Linked DNA regions of Sus scrofa: regions 2, 3 and 4 are each linked to region 1. A link is a contact called in public HiChIP or PLAC-seq data. All regions are on one chromosome and are shown on one strand. The core of a region is the stretch at or near the end of the contact, and the rest is flanking DNA. Distances in the headings are between cores, read along the strand shown.

The links. HiChIP or PLAC-seq counts read pairs in DNA pulled down with a chosen protein or histone mark.
Region 2: a contact with region 1 is called in an H3K27ac HiChIP or PLAC-seq map of alveolar macrophages. The contact joins the enhancer-like site here to the promoter of MTCH1 in region 1. A contact is called at or near these places in 1 of 5 promoter capture datasets (liver), 6 of 47 Hi-C or Micro-C datasets (brain, embryonic fibroblasts, fetal heart ventricle and 3 more) and 2 of 2 datasets of contacts at active chromatin or transcription factors (alveolar macrophages and skeletal muscle).
Region 3: a contact with region 1 is called in an H3K27ac HiChIP or PLAC-seq map of alveolar macrophages. The contact joins the promoter of TMEM217 here to the promoter of MTCH1 in region 1. A contact is called at or near these places in 2 of 5 promoter capture datasets (fetal liver and liver) and 1 of 2 datasets of contacts at active chromatin or transcription factors (alveolar macrophages).
Region 4: a contact with region 1 is called in an H3K27ac HiChIP or PLAC-seq map of alveolar macrophages. The contact joins the promoter of PIM1 here to the promoter of MTCH1 in region 1. A contact is called at or near these places in 2 of 47 Hi-C or Micro-C datasets (embryonic fibroblasts and liver) and 2 of 2 datasets of contacts at active chromatin or transcription factors (alveolar macrophages and skeletal muscle).

What each region holds. Positions count from the first base shown.
Region 1 is chr7:32,633,949-32,637,332 of Sscrofa11.1, forward strand. It overlaps MTCH1 (mitochondrial carrier 1), which reads right to left and starts at 1,627. Exons shown (of 12, transcript NM_001244167.1): 1 at 1,271-1,627. The coding sequence starts at 1,591. It overlaps LOC110261512 (a long non-coding RNA gene), which reads left to right and starts at 1,623. Exons shown (of 2, transcript XR_002345692.1): 1 at 1,623-1,721.
Region 2 is chr7:32,425,579-32,428,962 of Sscrofa11.1, forward strand. CPNE5 (copine-5) reads right to left here. Exons shown (of 23, transcript XR_002345691.1): 14 at 2,066-2,119. Among named protein-coding and RNA genes, the nearest start is that of RAB44, 55 kb to the left of the region's middle. Within about 2 kb of position 1,658, at least 2 of the 83 cell types and tissues checked have an H3K27ac peak or open chromatin away from gene starts, as enhancers often do. A contact at or near this core is called in alveolar macrophages, where this site is marked.
Region 3 is chr7:32,837,263-32,840,646 of Sscrofa11.1, forward strand. TMEM217 (transmembrane protein 217) reads right to left here and starts at 1,853. Exons shown (of 2, transcript XM_001927644.5): 1 at 1,788-1,853. It overlaps TBC1D22B (TBC1 domain family member 22B), which reads left to right and starts at 1,916. Exons shown (of 13, transcript XM_003128372.4): 1 at 1,916-2,208. The coding sequence starts at 1,979.
Region 4 is chr7:32,786,578-32,789,961 of Sscrofa11.1, forward strand. It overlaps PIM1 (serine/threonine-protein kinase pim-1), which reads left to right and starts at 1,669. Exons shown (of 6, transcript XM_005665927.2): 1 at 1,669-2,163; 2 at 2,273-2,379; 3 at 2,485-2,535; 4 at 2,620-2,986. The coding sequence starts at 2,082.

The sequences.
Region 1 (3,384 bases), core at 377-2,876:
TTTGGTTAGCTCTTCATCTCAATTTTTACCTCCTCCCCTCACCTTAACTGAAAATTCTAAGCTAAATCTTCAGATATCAGTCTCCAGGCCGGAACCATCCTCTACAGGGTGCCCATCTCAGTCACACCCACCGAATTCTGCCAAATGCACTTCCTCCATCCCAGACCCACCCCCTTCCAGCTCCATCTCTCCCTTTCTTAAGCAACCCAATTCATCTGTCAGGCACTGCTGGTCCCCCCAAACATGCCAACCGCCCCTGCATGCCTCCATTCCAGAGACATCCTACCTTGGTCTCATTTTCTGCCAGCCCCTGCACATCCTGCCACCTTGTGCTTAAAATGCCCCTTCTGCCCAATTCCAATTTGCCTGTAACCCTTCAGCCCATACCCCTCCCCAACCATGACTTCAATTTTCTCCTCCAAATGCGTCATCCTTTCCCCCCAAAAGCCTCCTCCTAGCTCCCCTTTCCAGACAAACCTCCACTACCCCTCCCCCGCCCCCGTGTCGCCCTATCTGTTCCCCTCCCCCAAGGCACGTCATCACCGTCCCCTCCTCCCATCAAATCTGCCGTCGCCATCAAGTCCAGAGCCCCCATCTCCTTAAAACGATAGCTCTCCGGTGTTAAATCCTTTGCCTCCGCCCTTTCGCACCAAATTCTGTCACCGTTAAATTTAATGCTCCCGTCCCCTCCTCCCCGGAGTCTGATGCCCCTTTTTCTTTCTTAAACGTTTGGACCAGACTCTCTAGTCCTTTGTTTCCTCCAAACCACTGTAAGTCCATCTCTATTAAATCCAGAGTTCTTGCTTCCCTTCACCTTAAATGTGCCCATCTTCTGAATACTCTGCCTTGGCCCCCAAACCTCCTCCTCAGCCATTTGCCAAAACTTCCCGCCCCCCCCATCGTTGCTTCTTTCCTCACCCCCAAATGCTGCCCCTTCCCTCCTAGTGCAAGTTCATCGCCTCCATTCTTTCATTTCCCAAACCTGTCATCCGTTCCATCGTCCCCTCCCCCTGCACCTCGTTCCTTCCTCTCTCCCAAATCTGACGCTGACCTTTTGCCCCTTCTCTTGCACCCCCAAACCCATGCCCCTTGCATCCTCAAATCACTTGCCGCTTTCCTCCTCTCCCACTCCTACCGCGCATCAACCCGCCGTCCCCGCCCCTCTCCTCAATACACCGCCATTGCCTCCCCCGCCCCCATCCTTCTCCAGACCCTGGCCTGTCACCTTCACATCGGCCCCCGCCTCCCTAAGACGCCCCTGGCTCCACACCTGGATGAGCAGCTTCACGTAGAGCAGCGGGTGACTGAGAGCCGTCACTCCTGCACCCAGCGCCACGAAAAGAGCCTCGGTGGTCGGGGCGTTGTCCCCGGAGCCCAGGCCCCCGGACGCGCCGTCCATCCTGCGGGCGGAGGGTTGCGCCGCAGGCCGAGGGTGGCGCGGGTGCGCGCGGTGTGCGGGCGGCGGGTCGCGAGCCCGGGCCTCGACCCCCGCCGCCGCTCCGCCGCGAGCTCCTGCTCCTGCTCCGGCTCCCGCCATTCCCGCGGCACCGCCGCGAGCCCAGGGCGCCACTTCCGGGTCCGAAGCCCCCATGGCGCCGGGCGGCGAGGTCACTCCCCCGTCACGTGACGGGCGGGCGCACCGCCCCTAAGCGCGTCGGGGGTGGGGCCGGGCCTCACCACTCGCGGCCGCGGGGGTGTGCGGCATCGTGGGACGGCTGGCGGTAAGCGCCAGTTGTGGGCCCCGGGTCGGGGTTGGGGCCTGGCTCTGCACTGGGCTGTGGCCCGGGGGTCAGTGGTTGCGGGCGACCCAGACTGTAGGCTCAGAGACCGTGAAGGCCGCCGCCAGCGCGGGAGCTCCCCCGGGGGGCCAGGAGAGCGGCGGGGGCGGTGCTCGGATGCTCCGCAAACGCCCTCAATTTGGTCTGAGGCGCTTGCAAGCCCCTTCCCTGGCTCGGAGTGTTGTCCGCAGTTCTGGACCCGACTCTTTGCGGCCCGGATCCCAGTCCTGCGGCCTCCTGCTGCTGGCCGAACCCCTCCGCGTTCTCCAGCCTCGGCATACTCCCTTTCCCTCCCCCCCAGGCCAAATCCGGCTGCCCCCTCGGCAGTTGTGGTCATTCTGCTTTGCAGTTGAGCCTCCGCCAACCTCCCTCACAGTTGCTGGTTAGAAAATACGTTTGCTCAAAAGTACTTGCGTATCTACTTCACTAGATGGAAAGGTTTTAACCAGTTTAAGCTTGCGTATCTCCTTCACTAGATGTGAAGGTTTTAACTAGTCAGCATGAGCACACGCAGGCATTGTGTTAGGCTCTGATAGTCTAATCTTTAGTTAATAAAAATGAATAATAATTGGCTCTTAAATTGCATTTACTACGTCCAGACGTTTTTAAAAGTGCTTTGCAACATGTCAACTCTAGTATGATCCTCACAACAGCCCTGTGAAGAAGTTGCCTATTCCAGCAAGTGCCCTGTTCATGTTTGTAAGCGTGCCCTCCCCCTGCAACAACACCTAAAACCTGCTAGTTAGTTGTGGAGATGCAAAAGAAAAGTAGCTGTTTAAATGGAAAGAAATCCAGTACCCTAGAGTTGGGAGGGACACAGCCATGGGGGAGCTGATCCCTTTGTCTGTACTCATCCTGTGTTCATTGTGGGAAGGTTCCTCAGAATAGACATCTACCTTCTGACGGCTTAGTCCGGGTTTCCTGAAGTCTGCCCTTCTTGCCGCCTAAAAGCCCCCCCCCCCATTACTCCTGACAACAAATACTCTGTATACTTTCCACATTCAAATCCTGTCAGTCTACCTGTCCCCTTGGTCTCGCCCCTACCCTGGCTTCACTAACCCAAGTTTGTTCTGGTCTGGAACACTGTAAAGCATCCTAGCTCTTTCAAGTGTTACCCTTTCAAATACACCTTTCATCAAACCTACCTCCCACCCCTAGGAGCACTTTTTTTGTGTGTGTGGCCCGGCCTACAGCATGTTGAAGTCTGAGCCAGGGATTGAACCTGCACTACAGCAGTGACCTGGGCTGCTACAATGACAATGCCAGATCCTTAACCTGCTGAGCCACCAGGGAACTTCAGGAGTGCTTTTTTTTTTTTTTTAAGGGCCACAGGTGTGACATATATAAGTTCCCAGGCCAGGGGTCAAATTGGAGCTGTAGCTGCCAGCCTACACCAAAGCCACAGCAACTCCAAGTCTAAGCAGCACCTATGACCTACACCGCAGCTTGCCACAATGCCAGACCCTTAACCCACCGAGCAAGGCCAGGGATTGAACCCATATGCTCATGGATACTTGTTAGGTTCTTACTGTGCTGAGCTACAAGGGGAACTCCAGGAGCACTTTAATGACTTCCTTGCTTAGCATTAGCTCCACTGAGCAGCCTG
Region 2 (3,384 bases), core at 408-2,907, 210 kb before region 1:
GGATGAGATCAGTGTGCTTTTTGTTTTTGTTTTTGCTTTTGCTTTTTTAGGGCGGCATGAGAGGCATATGGAGATTCCCAGGCTAGGGATCCAATCAGAGCTACAGCTGCCAGCCTACACCAAAGCCACAACAATGCAGAATCTGAGTCTCGTCTGCAACCTACACCACAGCTCAAGGCAATGCTGGATCTTTAATCCACTGAGTGAGGCCAGGGATCTAACCCACAACCTCATGGTTCCTAGCCGGATTCCTTTCCCCTGTGCCATGACAGGAACCCCTCAAACTTTTTTTAGCGATACATCTAACATTTCTCAGCTGGGGAAGGTGGTAGGGCACTTGGGAAAGTGCGGGAGAGCTTTGGTGGTCTCACGATGTCTGGGGCTCTGCTGCTGCCTATGGGTTGAGGTCAGGGGTGCTAAGAATCCCTACCCCATAAGGGGAAGTCCTGTGAGAAGAATTATTCTGCCCCAAATGCTGACAGCATCCCCACTGAGAAACACTGCAGCTTTGGACAAAAGAAACATGGCTCCAAGCCTGTGTGTGAAACAGTTACCATCAGAGAAGCAGTGGTCAGCCCCCTTGGAATGAGCAGAATAATTTACTGTTTACAGTCCTGCACTTCCCATATGTCTGTCACAGCAGCCCTGTACATCAGGCAGGGTAGGGTTGGAGCTCCTGCTGTGTCGCAACAGATTGGCAGCATCTTGGGAGTGCTGGGGGCGGGTTTGATCCCTGGCCCAGAACAGTAGGTTAACCCAGCATGGCCACAGCTGTAGCTTAGGTCGCAACTACGGCTCAGCTCCTGGCCCGGCAACTCCATATATGCCATGGGATGGCCGAAAAACAAACAAACAAACAAAAAAACCAAAACACCCTCCAAATTCAGGGTTGGGTTGATGTATTAGCCCCATTTTACAGATAGAGAAAATAAGGTTCCTCGGAGGATCCCCTTAGTGCCCTTTCTGTAACCTCTTCTGGTCTGGGGCTATGGTCGGCCTGACTCAAATTACCTTTGGCCACATTCGCTGATGAGCTGTGGCCCTCTAGAGTGCGAAGACAGGCAGGGTATGGAATTGGTACGTCTGTACTGCAGAGACATTGGTTTCCATTCTCAATGCCCTGGTGGACCCCACCTCAGGGCCTTTGCACATCTAACCCCTACAACTAGAATTCTTTCCCCTCAATATCCTCAGTACTTGCTCCCTCACCTTCTCTAAATCTCTGCTTCAATGTCGCCTTCTCAAAGAAATTGTCCCTGACGACTTTATATAAAACAGTAGTTGTGTTTCTGGCATTCCCCATCCATTTACCTCATGCTGCTTTTTCCCCTCGCCCTCACAACCTCCTGACACACTCAGGTATATGTGTGTACGTATGTCTGCTTTCTGTCTCCTCCCTGCCAGAAGATAAGCACCAGGAGGGCAGAGATTTGGATCTGTCATGTCCCCAGCTGGGTCCCCCATACCCAGAACAGTGCCTGGAACCTGGTGGCACTCAGTAAACATTTGTTGAAGAAACGCAAGAATGGCCTGAAGATCAGCCCCCAGAAGCCACTGAGCCAGTGTGATCCCAGGATGGTCATGGTTAAGCGGGGGCAGCGCCCACAGCAGCGGCAAGCTCTGAATTGAACGCTACCATTTTCTAGCCCGGTGACCTTGGTTGAGTCACTTCCTTGCCTGCAGCCTTGGTTTCCTCTTTCAATGACGAGGGGGTGATAATGTCTGCCTCTTAAGGAAACAATTTGTGAAAAGCACGCAAATGGGGAATTTCCCAGAGGAAGGGCCCAATAAATGCGACTCCTTTTCCTCTTCCTTCTTGCAGGAAGTCTCCGTGGGAGTCTCTCTCTGGGATTCCTCATCCTGCATCACAGAGCCCATTGTCTCTCCCACACATCTAAGCCGCCTCCGGGGGCTGTTGATCCATCGCTCCCCCCCCCCACGCCCAAACCCCCAGGTCTGGTTCCCACACCTGTGGGAACACACACACACACACACACACACACTCCAGACCCAGCTCAGGGCTCATGATGTCTACACCCACTGCAGCAAGGGGGCAGCTACTCACTGTGCCAGAATTCACGTATTTCTTTTTCTTCATTTTCTTTTTTGGGTTTACCACCTGCAGAGAAAAGTTACGGTGTAAGAAGGAGAAATTCCAAGCAGTCCGGGCTGAACCCCTAAGGGTTCCAGGGACTCCTGCGTGTGGCCCCAGCCAGCGGAGTGTGGAAGGCGAAAACTGGAGGGTGGGGGTGGGGGGAGGGGGGATTCAGGAGAAGAGAGTTCAGGGAGGTTTTGTGAGAGACTGGCACTTAGATTTATGCAACCAGGCTCCGGGATTAGCCTGGGTGTCCCATGACCAAACATACCAGGAATAATACTTATTTAACCTTTCCCACTGCTTCCCTAACACACTCTCCACCCTATGTAGCCGAAGGAGGCTCGATGTTGCAAAGGGGCCTGCCCACCCCTCTGCGTTGGCTCAGGCTGCTCCCCTTTACCCAAAATGCCCTCCTCTCCTCCCTCCAGCAAATTCAATCCTCTCTACTCCTCCTTCAAGTTCAGCCCTAGGGCTGCCCTGGGGCCTTTGAGGCCCCCTCACCTCACTACTGACCTTACACTACAAATAGAACCTCCTTGGAGTTCCCACTGTGGCTCAGAGGAAATGAATCTGACTAGTATCCATGAGGATGCAGGTTCGATCCCTGGCCTTGCTGTGAGCTGTGGTGCAGTTCGCAGACTCGGCTTAGATCCTGCATTGCTGTGGCTGTGGCGTATACCAACGGCTATAGCTCTCTAATTCAACCCCTAGCCTGGGAACCTCCATTTTCCGTGGGGGCAGCCCTAAAAAAAAAGACCCTCTTTAACTCTTTGAGTGTAAGCTTTCATTCCAAACCAGACCTGCCACCAGGACTAAGCAGAGAATAGGTGCTAAAAAAACACTTGGTGGGCTACCCAATGGGGGGTGACTTTTGCCCCTTTGGCAATGTCTAGAGACTTCTTTTCTTTTTGGTCACACCCACAGCATGGGGAAGTTCCTGCACCAGGGATCAAACCCAAGCCACATCAGTGACAATGCTGGAACTCCTGGAGATATTCTTGGTTGTTCACAACTGGGGGAGTACGTAAAAGCAAGAGATGCTGCTAAACATTACACAACACACAGCCCTCTCACAGTCTACCGTCTAAGATGCTAGTAGAGCCAAGGCTGAGCAGCCCTGGGCTGAGAGATGGGGACCACCTTCCTCTCTGAGCCCTCCTCCCATGGGTCTTTTATTTTTTTATTTTTAATGTTTGTGTTTTTGGGGCCAAGCGCATGGCATATGGAAGCTCCCAGGCTAGGGGTTGAATTGGAGCTGCAGCTGCCAACCTACACCACAGCCTCAG
Region 3 (3,384 bases), core at 603-3,102, 200 kb after region 1:
AGCCAAAGAAAGGCAGCTATAATGATTAAAAGGATAGAGGGGATTTTGTGTGATGGAGTAAATACCCATAAGGGTGACTCTGAGACAAGATAGGATGAAAATCAATGAAAACATGGGAAATTCAGAGCAAATTAAAATAGCCCTTTTTATATTGTGAAATTAGGGGACAAAAGAAGCTTGAAAATGGGCTTATGTCTATGTAGAAGTAGACCGTTAGAGGGCATATAAAAGAAGTTCCTTTAGACCTCCCAATATGATGTAGGACTGTGCTAGTACCAAGAGTGGAGAACATCAGCCTATCTCAACAGACCTTTGAGATAAAAAAAAAAAAAACTATCTGGACTAGGGTGTCCTCCCTGTCCCCTCTACCCTCCCCCCATCACTGTGGCATACAACCACAGAAACTCAAAAGAGCAAAAACACCAACAAGATATGCGATAAAGAATTCAAAATGCTAGGAGTTCCTGTCGTGGCTCAGCGGAAATGAATCCTACTAGGAACCATGAGGTTGTGGGTTTGATCCCTGGCCTTGCTCAGTGGGTTAAGGATCTGGCATTGCAGTGAACTGTGGTGTAGGTTGCAGACGTAGCTTGGATCCCACATTGCTATGGCTGTGGTACTGGCCAGAGGCTACAGCTCTGATTAGATCCCTAGCCTGGGAACCTCCATATGCCGTGGGTGTGGCCCTAAAAGGACAAAAATAAATAAATAAATTTAATTAAAGAATTCAAAATGCTAATATTAAATCTCATTCTGAGGATTTCCTGTGTGGCTCAGTGGGTTGAGTGGGTTGAATTCAGCCACTGTCACTGAAGTGTCTCTGGTCACTGCAGTGGCACTTTCCTGGCCTGGGAACTTCTGCATGCCATGGATGCTGCCAAAAAGAACCAAAACAAAACAAAACAAAAAACAAACTCTCATTCTGAGCCAAAAGTAGATTGAAAGTAAGGTCAAGGGTGAAAGATTTATAATGGATTAATAAGAGAAAATAAGGATGTTTCGGAGGTACATTATCTTTTTTTTTCTTTTTTTGCATCCTGCGGCATATGGAGCTCCTGGTCCAAGGATCAGATCCAAGCCGCAGTTGTGAGCTACACAGCAGCTGTGACAATGCTGGATCCTTAACTCACTGGGCCAGGTGAGGGATTGAACCTGCATCCCAGCGCTCCAGCTGCTGATCCTGTGGCACTACAGCAGGAGTGGGAACTCCGTTTGGGGGTACATTCTTAATATTTGTGATTCATGCCTTGGGGATGTGCTTTGTCCTCTCAGGAAATGTTACTTGGTATTCTGAATTGGATGGATAAAATAAGAATATTTCCTAAACAGTTTGTCAGCATCTGGATTCTCATGGTCAGAAAGTGGCAGTTATTGGTTGAAACAGAGGTTTGATCATTTGAATTTCATCCACAGCACAAGTCCTTTAATAGTGATCAATTACCTTAGGAGAGAGAGGCTCTTTTGAACCAACCGTTACTCATGTGTTGAACAGTTGGCAGCTCTGAGCCATCAGATCAGTATTGATCTTCCTCCATAGTTTACAAAATATCAGGGTACCAAGGCAACCGGGACGGGGAAAGTAATAACCAGAGTGTTGTTGAGTTGGGAGACGTTAAAAATGGGCTGCAACCCACTCGTGTGCCCTTATTTTTAGGTCAAGGATGTATGTATGTTCATATAATATGCTCTCTCTTTCTCCAAAATACTACACTCAGGAACCTCATTACTGCCCCCTCCCCCAAAGAAAACAGAACCCTCTCCTCCTTCCCGTAGGTCTCTTTCTTTACCTGCTTCTTCCCCAGCTTGGGTTAAGAACTTTCGGCCCCGCCTCCCTGTTCGTCCAAGCTCCGCCTTCCCGGTTCACCTGTGTGCCCCGCCCCTGACGTTACAGTTCGGCATCAGCGGCGTGCAGGATTCCAGCTCCCGATTGGCTCATCTGACCACGGCCAGCGCAGCCCACCAATGGCAGCGGCACTGGATGGGGGGTGGTGGTGCCCACATCCAAGATGGCGCTCCCGGGAGCTGGGAGCGGGTGACCGGCGGCTGGGAAGCGGCCTGGGCTGGCCCTGCGATTGCGGGGTCTTGGGGGCATCTGCTGGGTAGCACCCCCACCCCCCCGGCCCACCTACAAGGCCTTCCCCGGGCTGGAGCAATGGCCGCCGAGAACAGCAAGCAGTTTTGGAAGAGAAGCGCCAAGCTGCCGGGGAGGTGAGCCCAGGACGCTGAAAGGAAGAGGGGATTGGACCAAACCCTTCCAGATCCTAAACCCTAAATCCCGCGGGCCTGGGGTGCCACCGACCCCAGAAGGCTGGTTTGGGGGACCTGGGAGAAGGAAGTTGGGGCTGCCTGGTGGCGGCAAGACAGCTGTCAGGCAAAGGAGCCGGCAGCGAGCTTTGGAGATGGCTGGGTGTGGGAGCAGACCCGGGTCTGGGGGCGTAGGGCTTTGGAGGGGCTGCCCTCAGCCGGGAGGGGGCCGGTGGCTGGAGTTCTGGCATAAGGGACAGTGGAGTTGGGTGAGTAACTAGTGTCGGTCCTGGGTTCGGAAAGCCACCACAAGAGCTGCTTCTCACTTTAAACAGAACTCCTTCTTGGGGGGGTGGTCTCCACCTCGCACAGGTGGTTGTTTGCTCGTGGGTGGCCCCTTCCCTTGCTCCCCCAGCTCTGCACGTATGAATTTTTCTTCTAGACTCCTAAGAGGTTCTGATGAGAGCTTGGGACCGTCTGTAGGGGGACAAGAAAAGTGAGGAAAATTCTTAAGCACGACCTCACTTTATCCAGAGTTGGCTCTTTCCCATTGGGAATAATTACAGGGTGACCTAGAATCGAGATTATTTCTTTAGCATTTTATAAGGGTTTGTTCAAACTCAAGTAACCTTTTCCCCTCTGCCTGGTAGTGTACTTCTTGTGCAAATGCACTAAATTCTTTAAAGTTGTTTAGTTGGAGAGCAGACTTTTAAGTTACTCTCCACTCCCACCCCGACCCCCTTTTAGGCGTTTCTTGAGACTCTTAGCAACTCTACATTCATCAGTCTGTTGTTGGTTTAGTTTCAATTTGTTTGCAGTCCTGAGAAGTAAAAGGAGTGTATGTTTCAAATCTTAAATTTAAGATTTTTGCTATTCACAGTCCACTTGATGATGAAATTCATGTTTAGTTGTGCCCCCACGTGCTACCCTTTCTAATTGATTCAGGGATAGTAATCTTTTAAACCTGTGGCTTGTTTGTTTAATAGCAAGAGAGAAATGAGGGTCATTGGTGGCTATATGGCAGTCTTATTTCTGTTAGGATGCTGTTAAACATATGGGAATCAGCTTTTAGTAATTTAGTAAAAATAGTGCAAGGGAATGCAGAAATAGCTTCAGATTAAAGTGTTGTGGAATCACAGT
Region 4 (3,384 bases), core at 419-2,918, 150 kb after region 1:
TTGTTCCCTTGGGTTTTCTCATAGTCATCAAAAATGAATGAGTTAGGCCACAGTACACAACAAAAGGGAAATATGTAATATCTTATAAGATAAATTCATAAAAGTTGTGAAACAACTGGGTGTCTTTATAAAACAAGCACTGTAGGAAACTTTTAATGAAACATTTAAACTCATTAATGCCAGCAGATACACAGATCCACGGACTTCCTCATTTTTCCTTTAAGTGGCAGGAACTTGAAAACAATTAAAATAGGATGTAGTTAGCTTTCAATTATTTAGGCTCTGACATTTCAATTTATGGATTACATAGAATTCTAATTTACTCATTTCACACGTCGTTATCAACTCTACATGAAGTTTAAAAGGACAAAGGATGAAAGTCAAATTGGTCAGTTTTCCGTGTTATTTCCAAGGGGGGGCAGGGAAAGGAGGGGCATTTCCTTTGAGTCAAGAATCGGGGGCTGCTAATAATTGCTAGTATTGCCTGACTGGTAATAACAGGCTGATGAAAAGGTGAATACAACGCGAAAGCTGATTAAATCAAGCGCGCCCTCCCACCCCGCTTTAGATGAGGAATTCATCTCTCGCTCCCGCCCTCACAGAAGGGCTGAGACAGCATCTGGCATCACAATACTAACATTTGTTTCGTGATTTCCTCTTTACCGGGCACTCTGACACACATCACTGCTTAGGAATCAGGATTCACTGGAACCTTTCTGCATTTTAAAAATAAAATCTGCTAGGGGATTGGGGGCTGGGGAGCTGATCTTTTCACGGGCTGTGACAACCGCGATCGGGACGCCTCCCCCGAGTGAGCGGAGCTCTCCTCATTTTATTCCGGGCCTGTGACACCTCCACTCCCTGCGTGAAGCCGCTGTGACTCACATCTTGCAGATCCTTCGCCCCCCACGCGCCCCCAACACACAAACCCCGGAGGACCCAACTCGAGCCCACAGAGCGTGATCAACCAGCCCAAGCCGACTTGGAGGTCTCACGTCTGAGTCACACAGAAAGACCACCCTCGTCGGCATCCCCCCCGCCACACACACACCACACACACACACACACACACGGTCCCTCACACCCCGGCGCGCCGGCCGCCTGGCCTCCCCGCCTGTCACACCAACGCCCGTCGTCTCTGCGCAACTTGTTATGCTCCAGCTCAAGCCCTTGACCCAAAAACCCCGAGAAACGGAGAGCCGCAGAGCCGGCCTCGGGCGGCCTTTGATGGCTTTGTTATTGTTTGGGTTTGAATCGATACGCCCCTCCCCATCCTTCCTCCGTGGCTGCTAGACACCCAGCTCCCGCCTCCCATCACGCCCCGCGCCCCTCCCCCTCCATTTTGGCGCCTTTTCCTTCCCGCCACGTCGTGGCGGCGTAGAGACCATTCTGACCGCGAGAGCGGGGCGGGGCGGGAGCGGGGCGCGCCGTGTTATGCAGATAGGTCGGCTTCTGGTTGGCTGGAGATGCGCCGGCGGGGGCGGGGCCGGGGTGCGGCGCCGGAGCGCGCGGGGCGGGGGGGAGGGGAGTCGCCCTGTCCCGCCGCTTCCCCACCCCCTCTCCTCCCTCCGCTGGCCTGGCAGCCCGGCTCCCCGCCTAGGCCTCCTGGAGAGGCCCCGCCCCATCCCCGCCCGCCCGCGCGCCCCCCGCCGGCGCGCTCCGCCCCTTTACTCCTGGCGGCTGGGCGAGCCGGGCGTCTGCTGCAGCGGCCGCGGTGGCGGAGGAGGCCCGAGAGGACTTGGCGGCAGCAGCGGCAGCGGCGGTGGCGGGACCGGCAGCAGCAGCAGCTACAAGCTCCCTGTGCCGCGGCGCTGCCGCAAGAGTCCCACGAGCCGCCCACCCCGCCGCCCTCGGCGTTGCCTGACCCCGCCGGCGTGTCCGCCAGTCTCCAGCCCCGGCGGCGCCCCCAGTCGTCCTCCGACTCGCCCTCGGCCTTCCGCGCCAGCCGCTGCCGCAGCCGCAACGCCACCCGCAGCCTCACCCCCAGCCGTAGGCACAGCCACCGGCACAACCCCAGCCCCAGCTCCTGCTGCTGCAGCTCTTCCAGACGCAGTCCCTACGCCGACACCCTGGAGGTTGGGATGCTCTTGTCCAAAATCAACTCGCTTGCCCACCTGCGCGCCGCGCCCTGCAACGACCTGCACGCCACCAAGCTGGCGCCCGGTGAGTGCCCCCCCCCAAATCGTGGATGGAGGGGCGACTGGACTTCCCAGGGTGGGAGCTGGGGGCACCCGGGCCGGCACTGAGTCCTCTGTGACTCCCCCTTTCCTAGGCAAGGATAAGGAGCCCCTGGAGTCGCAGTACCAGGTGGGCCCGCTACTGGGCAGCGGCGGCTTCGGTTCGGTCTACTCAGGCATCCGTGTCGCCGACAACTTGCCGGTGAGTGGGCGCCCCACCACGGGGAGGGCGCTCCGGGCAGGGGGGCGGCAGGGTGTGTTTGGCTCTGGCGAGGGGACCTAACAGACTCTCTGGGGGGCTTTCCAGGTGGCCATCAAGCACGTGGAGAAGGACCGGATTTCCGACTGGGGAGAACTGGTGAGGGAGCGACCCCAAGGATGGGTGGGGTGAGGGGCACCCTCCGACTCCCGCCCTAACGCAGCCCCCTTGCCCCCTCTGCAGCCTAATGGCACCCGAGTGCCCATGGAAGTGGTTCTTCTGAAGAAGGTGAGCTCGGGCTTTTCCGGCGTCATTAGGCTCCTGGACTGGTTCGAGAGGCCCGACAGTTTCGTCCTGATCCTGGAGAGGCCCGAGCCGGTGCAAGACCTCTTCGACTTTATCACGGAAAGGGGGGCCCTGCAGGAGGAGCTGGCCCGCAGCTTCTTCTGGCAGGTGCTGGAGGCCGTTCGCCACTGCCACAACTGCGGGGTGCTCCACCGCGACATCAAGGACGAGAACATCCTCATCGACCTCAACCGCGGCGAGCTCAAGCTCATCGACTTCGGGTCGGGGGCGCTTCTCAAGGACACCGTCTACACGGACTTCGATGGTGAGCCAGGCCTTGGGGGAGCTGCGCGGGAGGGAGCTGCCCAGGTGACTCGGCCTGGCCTGGAGGCCTCCACAGGCTCCCCTCTCCGGCCCTTTGTAAAGGTCATCGGGCCGCCTGGCTCGATGCTAGCAGGGGTGGGGCGAAAGAGAGCTTCCCAGCCTAGGAAAGCCGGCGATTTCAAGCCAGCAGAACCTGTAATGTTTCTGGCATGATTTTATTTTTTGAGTGGAATTCAGTGGGTTCCAACCTTTCCCGATGAATAAGAGGTTGTGGGCAACCGGCCGTAGCCCAGATTTCTGAAGTCTGACCCAGTTTCCTCCCCAGTAAAAGGATAGGAGGGGGAAGGAGGAGGAGAGAGCGGGAGAGATGAAAATTGATGCCGGTTTTGTAATTTTTGT